Linked DNA regions of Oryctolagus cuniculus: region 1 is linked to region 2. A link is a contact called in public Hi-C data. All regions are on one chromosome and are shown on one strand. Each heading gives the region's core, a stretch centred on a gene start, on an enhancer-like site or on the middle of the called end of the contact. The rest is flanking DNA. Distances are from core to core; before and after follow the strand shown.

Region 1 (6,023 bases), core at 2,588-5,087, 150 kb after region 2:
ACAATGAAAAAAAATGTCAAGAAGAAGGAAGTCAAAGAGAATGAAGAGTGGTTGATGCCGAGAAATCTAGCCACAGGAGGTAATTAATGCTAATTATGTGGCCAATTCACTGTAAAGTCATGGGAAAATAAGGGGAGTTATTTTCTTTAGTTTAAGTCAACAAGTGTTTCTACTGATTATCACAGATGTCCCTCCCTTTCATCTTTTGCAAATTGAGTAAATCTTCACCAAAGTCAGATCTGGTAGATGCAGTGTCTTTGAATGAAAGAGAGATTAAAAAAAAAAAAAAATCCGAGATAGGATGGATTGCTAACAATAAGCCTAGGAGGAACTATCAGTTGCCCTGACCCCAAGTTTTGGTCTACAGTATAGTACTGGAAAATGAGGATATGTGTAAAGTGTTGCTTCACTATCTTGAGGAATCTTGCCAAGCAACAGAGTGCGATGTTGTTTAAAGATTTAGGAGCAGGCTTAAAGTTTGGGTTACATTTAAAAAATGACTCCCTTTGGAACTGAAATCTTTGAAAATTTACTAGATACAGAAAGTTTTGTTGTTGTTGTTGTTTTTAGTTTTTTTATCTTTTTTGTTTTTTTCTTTTCATTTTTTCTTTTTTTCTTCTTTTTTGTTTTTTTTTTCTTTTTCTTTCTTTTTTTTTCTTTTTTAGATATAGAAAGATTTTATTCAGCTTACGCTCATATCTGCTTGGGGAGTCGGGGTGCAAACAGTCATCTAAAGTAAAAAACAAAAGCAAACAAAAAACTTAATGGAACCGAATAACTCACCGCTGACCATTGAACTAAGTAGCAGCTGTAAAGGAAGTGAACCAAACTTTTAATATTTTTCCATTGGGTGGAGTATATAGCTTGCTCACAGAAGACTTCTGGTCTTTAAAATATGTCTGTTTCACCTCTGAGTTTCAGCTGTCCGCGGCTCAGCGGCAGTGGAATCTTTTCACTTCTCCAAACGTCCATGTGCTCTAGGGCTTCGCCCCGAACAGCGGCAGCCCCCGCGAAGGCTCCCAGGATTGACATGCAGTGTTCGGCCGTGAAGCAGGAGAGCCCTTGAGGGAGAGCTTCTTACCTCCTTTTTCTAAAAGTGATTATTCTTGAAATTTTATTACAGAAGCTGAAAAGGCAATCCACCAAGCATAAGACAGACAAAACCTTCCCCACAACTGTGGCTGAGAGGCCCGCGAATCTCAAGAAAAACAGATATAAGGATATTTTGCCCTGTAAGTTCCATTTCTCCTAATAAACTTGTCCCCTTTCCCAAATTCAATCATTCCTAGCTCTCTCTGCCTATCATTCGCTGTTCCCAGTCTCGGAACAGACTGATTCTCTGGTCTGCAAGATTAAGCATGAGCAAATTCGTTTGCGCTACTTATGACTGCAGGAGTATTCACCCATCCATCCATCCACTCACTCACTCACTCACTCAGTCTTCAAACAGAGGCACCCACTGTTCACACCGTTGGGCCCTGACCAAGCCCTCTAAATCACACCGCGTGTTTCTTTTGTGTTATAGATGATCATAGCCTAGTCGAGCTATCCCTGATAACCTCTGATGAGGATTCCAGCTACATCAATGCCAGCTTCATTAAGGTACACTGGAGGGAAACAGAAAGCCTTCCGTATCTCTGTAGGTGCTTGGAAAGGTGACTGGGAGAAGACCTGTGGGAAGGCTATGGTTTATTGCATCTCCTGTGATTTCCCTTCCTGTGTAGGGGGTTTATGGACCCAAGGCTTACATTGCCACCCAGGGTCCCTTGCCTACAACCCTGCTGGACTTCTGGAGGATGGTTTGGGAACACAGCGTGCTGGTGAGTGCAGAGTGGCGCTTACTACTTTGTTTTCGAGTTCTCAAGGAGGGAAGCTGTCAGCAGGTGTGATGGGGGTTTCCTGTCTATTAAAACCGGTGCTTTTATTTTTTTTTTATTTTATTTTTTTACAATCGACTACTGGAGCTACAGGTTTCAGGCATCTTTTAGTCAAAATTACAATGTCATTATTGTTCAAGGAAATGAAAGTTCACACGTTGCCTGCCTCATTGGGTGACAAGAATGTACTGATTTGAATAGAGAAAGGGGAAGTGAGTTCAGAAAGAAGAAGAGTAAGAGCAACGCTCTACCACTTATCAGGATTTCTTTTTTGGTTGAAAAGCAAATCCAAATAGAAGAAGGATGATTAACCCTTTCTGACCCCGGAACCTATTTCCTAGCTGCTCTTCTGACCTGATAGGTGTTGACGTTTCTGTCTGTTTCATCCCCCAGATTATTGTCATGGCGTGTATGGAGTTTGAGATGGGAAAGGTGAGTTGCTTTCTAGTACCCGCTGATCTACAGGTGAAGGGGAGAAGAAAGAGACAGGGCAACCAGCAGCAGGAATTCTCTCCTTCAGTGAGGTTGGGTAAAAATGGCCATCTCCTAGCTTTCAGTTAGGGAATTCCACATGACGAAGAATTCTTATTATCTATTTTCTCAGTGTGTCCTGCTTTTAAAAAATGACCATTCACTTTCCCATTTCTATTGATCAGATATCTTTTAACTTTCTGTGAGAGCTTCAGATCCTGAGCTGGCCAGCATGCCATCCACTAGCTGCCTTTAGCTCTTAAGTACTGAAGAGACTGACAGAGTGACCAAGGAACTCAGTTACTTTACTATAATCTCAACTGATTTAAAAGTTGATCATCAATTCAGTTATTGGAAAACTTTAAGTATGTTTGAAACAACTGGAGTATGTGAAACTTTTCTCTTTAAGATTTGTTTATTTGAAAAGCAGAGTTACCAAGAAAGAGAGAGAGAGAGAGAGAGAGAGAGAGAGAGAGAGAGAAATGGGAAACGGAAGAGAGAAAGATCTTCCATCAGCTGGTTCACTCTCCAAATGGCCACAAAGCTGGGGCTGGTGTGCAGGCTAAAGGCAAGAGTAGAATTCCAATCGAATCTCCAAAGGGTGGCAGAAGCCTGAGTCCTTGAACCACATTCCACTGCCTTCCCAGGCACATTAGCTGGAAGCTGGATTGGAAGCAGAGCAGCCAGGACTCAAACTGGAGCTCTGATACGGGATGCCTGCATTGCAGGCAGTGGCTTAACCCAGCACCCCACAATGCCAGCCACTATGTGAAATATTTGAGCTATGAATTTTATGAAATCTAAATGGAAATGAAAGTATTTCCAATGAAAATTTTAGCATTCTGAGATGAGCTGTAAACATAAAGCACTAGGTTTTAGAGATTTAATTTTAAAAATGGTAAAATATGTAATATGTGGTTGATGTCAATTACACGTTGAAATTTTTTAAGATCTGTATATTAAGCTAAGATATTCTATTAAAGTTAATTTCACTGTTTTCATTTTTGAATGTGGCTTGGAAAATTTAAAATTGCGTGTGTGGCTCACATTGTATTTTTACTGGACATCACTGTTCTGACTTGCTTGTTGCTATTCTGAGTTGACAATTTAAATCAACAAATCAAGGAAACTTGGTATTTCACTTAACTCGGGCCACTGTTTTAGTAGACATTTGATTTCCATTAGTCCTGCTGAAATATTGAAAGTAAGCCAAAGATCTCGAATTCCACGTTTTTAGACTTGTAGGAAGTCTGTAATTTCTATATCCGTTACTTTTGCTTTCCCGTGCTTGGAGCTCCCAGGCCGTGGTGCTGGGGTGGAAGCCCATGGGATTACAAAACCCTGAGCTGAGGTGAAGGACCTGAATCTGCTTGTGAGGAAGCAAGTGGGATTTATTTCTGAAAAGAGACTGCAGTGTATGGAGGGAAACAGGGCCGTAACTGCGTTCTGCTTTGTGCAACAGAGAAAGTGCGAGCGCTACTGGGCTGAGCCAGGCGAGACGCAGCTGCTGGTCGGCCCCTTCTCGGTGTCCTGTGTAAGTACCATCGGCACACCGTGGCCCAGCCAAGGCTCCGGGAGCTCCTGGACAGAGAGCTTGACTGATATTGTAATCTTCTTCTGCTTAGGAAGCTGAAAGAAGGAAATCTCATTATATAATCAGGACTCTGAAAGCCAAGTTCAACGGGGTAAGTATAGAATGGGAGAGATGAACTCAAAAGCCTTCGGAGAGCAGGCAGGTAGATCCGTGTGTGTGACTCAGGCGAGACGTAGGGCTCTGGACAGTGCTGGGGCCTTGGATGTCCTGAGTCACTCTTCGTATTCTGAAGAGACCTTTGGTGTGATCTGTGCTCCCAAATCTATTCCACACCATGACACACATTTAAAATAATATCTGTAGGGTGAACAGAGGTTGGGCAGTGAGTAGGGACTGGGAATCAATCTGTGAGCTCAGACTGCCCTGAGCCCCCCCTCCCCATCCTCTCCCAAGGCAGGGATTTAATATAGCAGCGTGCCTGTGATTCATTTGAGGCACCCCATCTGGGGAGACTTCATTTGGGCTGTGTTCATAGCTAACTTCCTCTTGTGAGTGGGACAGATGGGGACAAGCCAATAGTGAGTGACCTTAAATTGCCTTTAATCAAAAAATTTATTTAATTTATTTGAAAAAGAGAGTTGCAGAGAGAGTGGAAGAGAGACAGAGAGAGAGAAAAAGACCTTCCAGCCATTGGTTCATTCCCCAGATGGTTGCAACAGTCATGGCTGGGACAGACCAAATCCAGGAGCTTCTTCTGGGTCTCCCACGTGGGTGGCAGAGGCCCAAGCACTTGGGCCATTTTCTGTGGTTTTCCCAGGTGCATTAGCAGGAAGCTGGATGGGAAGTGGAGCAGCCAGGACTCAACCCAGTTCATATACTGGATGCTGGCCTTAGCAGGCAATGACTTTAACCACTACAACCATGATGCTGGCCCCAAATTGCTTTTAATTGTTGTCAAAAAGCATTTGGTTATCTGAGATCCATAGAGAAGAAAGCAAAATAAATTGGAAAAAAAGATTCAGATGCAATCTAATAAGCCAGACTGATCTTTTGTAGAATGAGGTGGAGTCCTAAGCTTGAACTCTCCTTTTGTTCTGGCTATTTATTATAGGAAACCCGAACAATCTACCAGTTTCATTACAAGAACTGGCCAGACCATGATGTGCCTTCGTCTATAGACCCTATCCTGGAACTCATCTGGGACGTGCGTTGCTACCAAGAGGGCGACAGTGTTCCCATCTGCATTCACTGCAGGTATGATGCTGTGTGTTCCTCTCCTGCCGAGGATAAACCAAACATCAGAGTCTGGTCTGGACTCTGCAACTGTAACGGAAATGTCAACAGCAGAAACCAGCTGTAATAAACTCTGGTGAATTACGTGCAGGCAGTGCAGCTTTAGCGACCCCTGCCGTAAGAGGTTGGCAAGGCCCTGTCCTGAGGTTCAGTGTCACAAGAACAGACTTGCTCTGGGAAGTGGTAGGGCTTGAAACACAGTGCCACCAGGCTGCTTCCTCTCCAGATCTGCTGCTGAAATTTTCCAGCTCCCATCCGTGGCCCCCTCTCTGCAAGTACACATGCCACTGTGCTCTTTCGTTTCAGTGCTGGCTGTGGAAGGACTGGTGTGATCTGTGCCATTGATTATACGTGGATGTTGCTAAAAGATGGGGTGAGTTTCTCTCAACACGCCTTTCCTGTTTGCTTACTTTGGGCTTTCAGACTTCAGAATTGCTCGGTTTTTCAAAACATCTATCTTCATGATTCATCTTTTCTAGAAAATGCACTCGGAGACCCACTCTGCCAGGTGATTCATTAGTTCCTAAATTGTTGGTGCAGTCTCCACACAAGTAGCATCAGCATCACCTGAGAACTTGTTAGGAAAGCGAATTATTGTAATGGACTGAACCCCAGCTCCGAGGGCGGGGGCTGGAGGTGCGCTGATGGGCACCGGGTTTGAGAACCACTGCCTACAATGACACCTGCCCTTCCTTAGGTTAGCCAAACTGCTGCAGCAGATGCACTCATTTTTTTCACAATAAAATTTTGTGTTTCAATCTATAAACCACTTTTTAGTGCCGACTAAGAAATGGGAAGTTTAAAATGTGGACTCTACACCTGCCTGCCAACTCCCTTTATTTCAGGAC
Region 2 (5,560 bases), core at 820-3,319:
TTGCCCGGTAGATGTCCCCACTCTTGTGGAGGACTGGGGAATGGAGGGTACCTCAGAGGTCTGGGTCCCCAGCAGCTCTCCTTCATGGACCTGTCATTACAGAGATCACCCGAACACACACTCTAGAAGCTGGAGTCACAGTGGACAAGGACAAAGAGGAAAGAGAAACAAGGAAGAAAGGCTACTGAGGGGGCCAGTGCTGTGGCATAGCAGGTAAAGCCACTGCCTGCAGTGCCGGCATCCCACGTGGGCGCCAGTTCGAGTCCCGGCTGCCCCACTTGTGATCCAGCTCTCTGCAGTGGCCTGGAAAAGCAGTGGAAGGTGGCCCAAGTCCTTGGGTCCCTGCACTCGCGTAGGAGACCTGGATGAAACTCCTGGCTTCGGATCAGCCCAGCTCTGGCCGTTGCAGCCACTTGGGGAGTGAACCAATGGATGGAAGACCTCTTTCTCTCTCTGCCTTTCAAGTAAATAAATAAATCTTAAAAAAGAACGAAAGAACGGCTACTGAGAGCGTGAGGGGCCTGCTTTGAGACCACTTACCTGTTACCATATCGTACTTCTCGTTTCTTCTGCCCTTGCCTTTCGTCCCAGGGCCTCCAGTCACCTTCTCATCAAACTCCACACAGGGCAGAGCTGGGTTCTGGGTCTCCAGATAGTCAACCTCCCGCTCCAGACGGTCCACTCTGCCGGAGATGGTGTCAGCCTCGGTTCTGAGCGCCTCCCGCTCCTTCTCTGCCACCTCCAGCAGCGGCAGCATCTTGTTCTTGAAGTCCCGCAGCTCGGCAGCATGCCGACTGCTCTGGTCCTGGCACTGGGCCAGGCGCTCCTGAAGGGATGGGGAATCAGGAGAGAGGGCTGCAGGGTTACAAGTCCCAGGCAGGGGGAGGCCCAACCAGGGAGTCAGGAATGCGAAAAAGAACAAACTCAGCCAGGCTTTAATAGCCCATTCCGCCCCCACAGAAAAGAAAACCAGATGTCCAGAGGTGCTAAGTGTGCAACAGCCCAGCTCAGCTTCACCTCGGCCCCTACCCTACCCCTACTCCGTGCCTCCACCCTGTGTACCCTGTGAGCAGGGCCACTGTGCCCTCTGAGGTTCAAGGGAAGCCTCGGTGCATGAAGGCGGCAAGGGCTCCCTCCTCCACCGTGCAGTTCACTTCACAGGGATTAGGATGCTGCAGATAGCACACTGGCTTAAAAAGGCAGGAAGCTGCAGATTCCTCGGGAACCTCAACTCAGCAGAATCATCAGCTCCTCCGGTTGCATCCCCACCGTCCTGGCTCTCATTTCCACTCTGCTCCCTTACCCCATCTAATTCCGTGGGTAAAGCACAAAGGTCTGTTTGCTTTGGAATCCTCTGTGTGGGGAGAGAGGAGGGCTTGTAGTTGGAGGATTCTCTCATCAAAAGACAAAATCTTCTGTAGGTTCTTGCAGCATCCTATCCTGTCACCCCCAGATGCCTAACAAATTGGTCTGTTGAACCAATCAAAGATGTAGAATCCTTCCAGGCTAGGCTAGAAGAGAAAGGAGTCCCTCACCTCTAAGGCAGCTAGCCGGCGTTCCATGTACTCCACAAGGTGGTGCTGCTGTCCTCGAAGGGGTCCTGACCATGACAAAAGGAAGAAGAAGAGGAGAGGAATGCTGGGCCCCATGGCAGCGTGAAGAGTGGGTCGAGAGTGGAAGAAGTGTGCACTCGGCCTCTTCCCCTCAAGCCTGCGGGCTGGCTTTGGAGGCGGGGTGGGGGGCGGTGCCTTCCTTCTGATCTCCGGGTCTCTCTCACTACTCTGGAATGCTTTCCCAGTTTCTTCACAATCCCCACCCCCTCCTTTTCCGCCTTGATTGATTAAACACAGATGGCCCATTGCACAGCAGCCAGGAGCCTAACCACCTCCCGCACAGGCTGTAGGCGCCCCAAGAGGGAGAGGGGGGAGAGGGCGGAGAAGGGGGGGCAGGCGGCCTCTGGGCAGTCACCCAGAGGAAAGAGCTGGCTGCAGGAGGCAGGGACCCCGGAGGAAACAGCAAACTCTCCCCTCAGTTTCAGAAGCTGACAGCACTCCCTCTCTCACAGGAACAAAATGGACTGTTTTCTGCCTCCTTCAGTGTAAGCTGGAAGTGGGGATGGGGCGGGGGATGAAGTTTGAGGGGAGGAGGTGAAGAGCCAAAGTGGTCAAGTTTAACTTTTTCTGTAGCTCACTGGCGCCATCTTGTGCCAAGCACCTGGTGTTCTCTCTCACGATTAACAGCATCAAGGCTTGGACTCCACCCCATGTGGAAAATTTTCCACAAAGCCAGCCAAGGAGACTGAAGTATAATGGCTTTCATCATTAAAATGCAGATTTCCCCACAGACCACTCAGTTACTTAGAGGTCCATGCCAGTGTCTGACTCTCTCTCTCTCTCTGATTCAGCCCCAGGAAGAGAATACAGCAGATAAAAACAAAACAAAACAAGGTTATCAGGTCACTAAAAAATCAGTAAACTAACTTGATTTTCTGAATGTAAGAATGACAGCACAGCCATGTTACATGTTTTTTGTCTGTCGGCTTTTTGCCTGAAGACATTCAGGGATATTCTCTTACCACACTGAGAAGCATTCACACCAATTTACATTAATTTATTAACAGGGGAAAACATCTGAAAAATATGTGTACTGCAGTCTAACTCACAGTCAATGAATCCTCACCTCCCTACTACTGGAATAAAACAGACTACTGATCATTTCTCTCGGCTGTGGTCCAAAGGGTATATCTAAGTGCTTCTCAATTTTGTATCCCAACTAAGGCTGCAGGACCACAAAATGAATTAACAGCCACAGTAAGGAAAACTTGGCCCAAAAATGTGTCAAAGATACCAAATACAGCATTTATTCAGAGACTTGCAGTAATTAATCTAGGTAAATCCCTCTTTATCAGAAGTTTTACCCAATTTAGAATCAAAATAAGTCTGATCAGAGGTGGTCCTTTACTGAAAAGGACCATGCTTCTACCAACGCAGCTTTGGGTGGGGGACTCTTCCTGTGGGGATTCACTCAATAATGCATAGTCCGACACATTAGCCACTGCACCACTGGCCCACCCGACACACTGCTGCCTTAAATGTTTGGTGAAAAATGTCAGGAAGCAAAGTTTAATTAGCCTGTCTCAGAATCCTTCTATCTCTTTCAAAGGGTCAGATTCAGATGGTCCGGCACATTTCCTATGAAATCCTATTCGTTCCCATTATGGAACTCTGTATAAAGAATGCAATTGTGTTTGGTTGCTCCAAAAAGACATCATATGTTGATCCACCATGTACCCCACAACAGAAGTCAAAAATAGTCACGTGAATCAGAAAATTTACCCATTTTATTGATGCATTGCAATTGCTCTACATTTTACCATATTATGTAGAAAATACTGAAAATACAAGCTACTTTGTAAAACCAAAGACAAACATTGAATCCAAAGATAAACTATGTTTTACACAATGGACCCTTTTCCCGTAGTTAGTATTAAATTTTAAATATCTATTTCTTCTGTTAAAATGATTATTTTACATACTCCCTAAGTACGTCTGCGTTACAAACATAGCTCAGTAATTCTCAGAAACTATCTGTTTCTAGAGGCTTGCTGTAAAAGTAAGCGCACAACCAGAAAAGGGAGAAAGCAAAAAAAAGTCTAAATCGCACACAATAACTAGCATATCAAATACATTTAATAAAGTAGGAATTCCATTGCAATATCAAGGATTTGAAGCAGAAATACTAACATTACATATAATGTACATATAATGTACTGCTACATGTAGTGAGATTATTTTTCAAGCTGAATTGAAACCACACATTATATTAAGTTTAGCAACAAACAACCATGTAGACATGCTGCACCATTCATCAGTTCAAAAAAAAAATCTAAAGAGGAAGCAGGCTCGGGCCATTCCAGTCACTGAGAGGCAATTTCATTTCCTATCCTAAAACAAACCATCTCAACTAGTGGATTTTTGCATAAGAATGCTGAATTAAACAACACACATTTCTGCGCTTGCCTGGCTAAGGCAGTCAAGCTTAGCCCCTCTAGTGGACAACGATGGATGAGCAATCACAAAAGCAGGCTCAGAATGGCCAAAACTATTTGAAAAGGAGTTCTGATTCCTGGGGTTAGTATTTCAGCTGAGCACAGAATGGTATCACCTCCTGGGAACCATTAAAAACTCAGGAGTGATCGAGTGTCCTGATGAGCCTATACTTAACTCTTCCCCACTTCCCTCTCACCTAGAAGGGGAGATGCTGGAGATCCAAGTTCTGAGAGGACTTAAAGCCTTAAGCTGGTTTGAGGTCAGGCCACTGTGACCCAGGCCAGCTGCTCAATAAATTCTTGGGGCTTCCCCCATACTGTCAGGGCCAGCAGTGTTTTAAGCCCCAGGGACAGAATCCAAAGCCACATTGAACACATACACATTTGGCAGACACAGGTGAATTTTTATCTTGGTATATCTGAAATGCCAATTTGCAGACTGAGAAAATTTCTGAAGTTTCTGTAGCCACAGTGCTAGTCAGGTGACTAAGGTAACAAACACAAGCTCTTGGTATTACCTTTTTGCACCGAGTGAAGACTTCTATATTAAATGGCATCTACTTGTTGGACTCGGGCAGGGGTGAATTTTCTTTTCCTGCATCTCATTTTGTACAAAAACAATTAAGTCATGTCCCTTGCAGAAGAAAGATAAGGAACAAAAAATGTTTCCATTAGAAACTAGATTTGCGTTTGAACAAGGAAGTCAGAATGTGCTTGGCAAAAAGGAGACACAAAGATTACACACACTGACCAGAAAACAATTTATCACTAGCCACAGAAACCATACAAATTGCTTGGCTATCTTGACCAATATGATGCTAAAAACACAACTCAGTGTAACCATCTCTCTCTCTCTCTCTCTCTCTCTCTCTCTCTCTCTCACACACACACACACACACACACACACACACACACGTTCCTGGTAAGCTGTACTGACTACCCGCCCCATCTTGGAAGCCCTTACTCCTTACAATGAAGAAACTCCAGATACTTTGACAGCTCCTCGGTGTTCAACCCGGTACAGAGCTTGCTGACCAGGCTCCATGAAATCTCCCATCTCCATCCCACACCTCCTTGACACCATCTCCATATAGAACCAGTCCTAGAATTATCCCTCAAATAGACAATTTTCAGATGGAACACATCTATATCTTAGGGTTAACCTTCTTCTCTGTATCCTTTATAGGCAGGAATGTACCCAGCCCCAGTACCTTCTACTTGACCCAGATCCATGTAGGAACTGAGAGTACAAGGACAATTTCACAGCTTGAAGGGCCCCAAGAATATACAAGTTGTAAGAAAGAAACTTCAAAAGCCCCATTGATTCCACAGGCTTTGGTTCCTTCTTAGTATCCTTCACTGGTTAGTAAACCTTGCTGTGAGTTCCTTGTCACCAGCGGTACCACAAACTCTTCCTCATAGTATGGGGGGCCATGGTAAGCAATACAACAGGCTCTTTGGTATAAACACATCTGCTATATGATTTTTTTAACAAGCAAATATTTTACTAGC

The links. Hi-C and Micro-C count contacts between places; a contact is called where the count stands out from the background.
Region 1: a Hi-C map of embryonic fibroblasts shows a contact between it and region 2, with 2.8 times the contacts expected there. The contact joins the enhancer-like site here to the promoter of OLFML3 in region 2. A contact is called at or near these places in 3 of 6 Hi-C or Micro-C datasets (ear pinna, embryonic fibroblasts and skin fibroblasts).

What each region holds. Positions count from the first base shown.
Region 1 is chr7:56,519,209-56,525,231 of mOryCun1.1, forward strand. PTPN22 (protein tyrosine phosphatase non-receptor type 22) reads left to right here. Exons shown (of 21, transcript XM_008264644.4): 2 at 1,124-1,232; 3 at 1,526-1,602; 4 at 1,725-1,820; 5 at 2,271-2,309; 6 at 3,811-3,882; 7 at 3,974-4,033; 8 at 4,994-5,136; 9 at 5,482-5,548. Among named protein-coding and RNA genes, the nearest start is that of PTPN22, 13 kb to the left of the region's middle. Within about 2 kb of position 3,838, at least 2 of the 8 cell types and tissues checked have an H3K27ac peak or open chromatin away from gene starts, as enhancers often do.
Region 2 is chr7:56,372,689-56,378,248 of mOryCun1.1, forward strand. OLFML3 (olfactomedin like 3) reads right to left here and starts at 2,070. Exons shown (of 3, transcript XM_002715753.5): 1 at 1,536-2,070; 2 at 541-826. The coding sequence starts at 1,859. HIPK1 (homeodomain interacting protein kinase 1) reads right to left here. Exons shown (of 16, transcript XM_051856145.2): 16 at 3,323-5,560.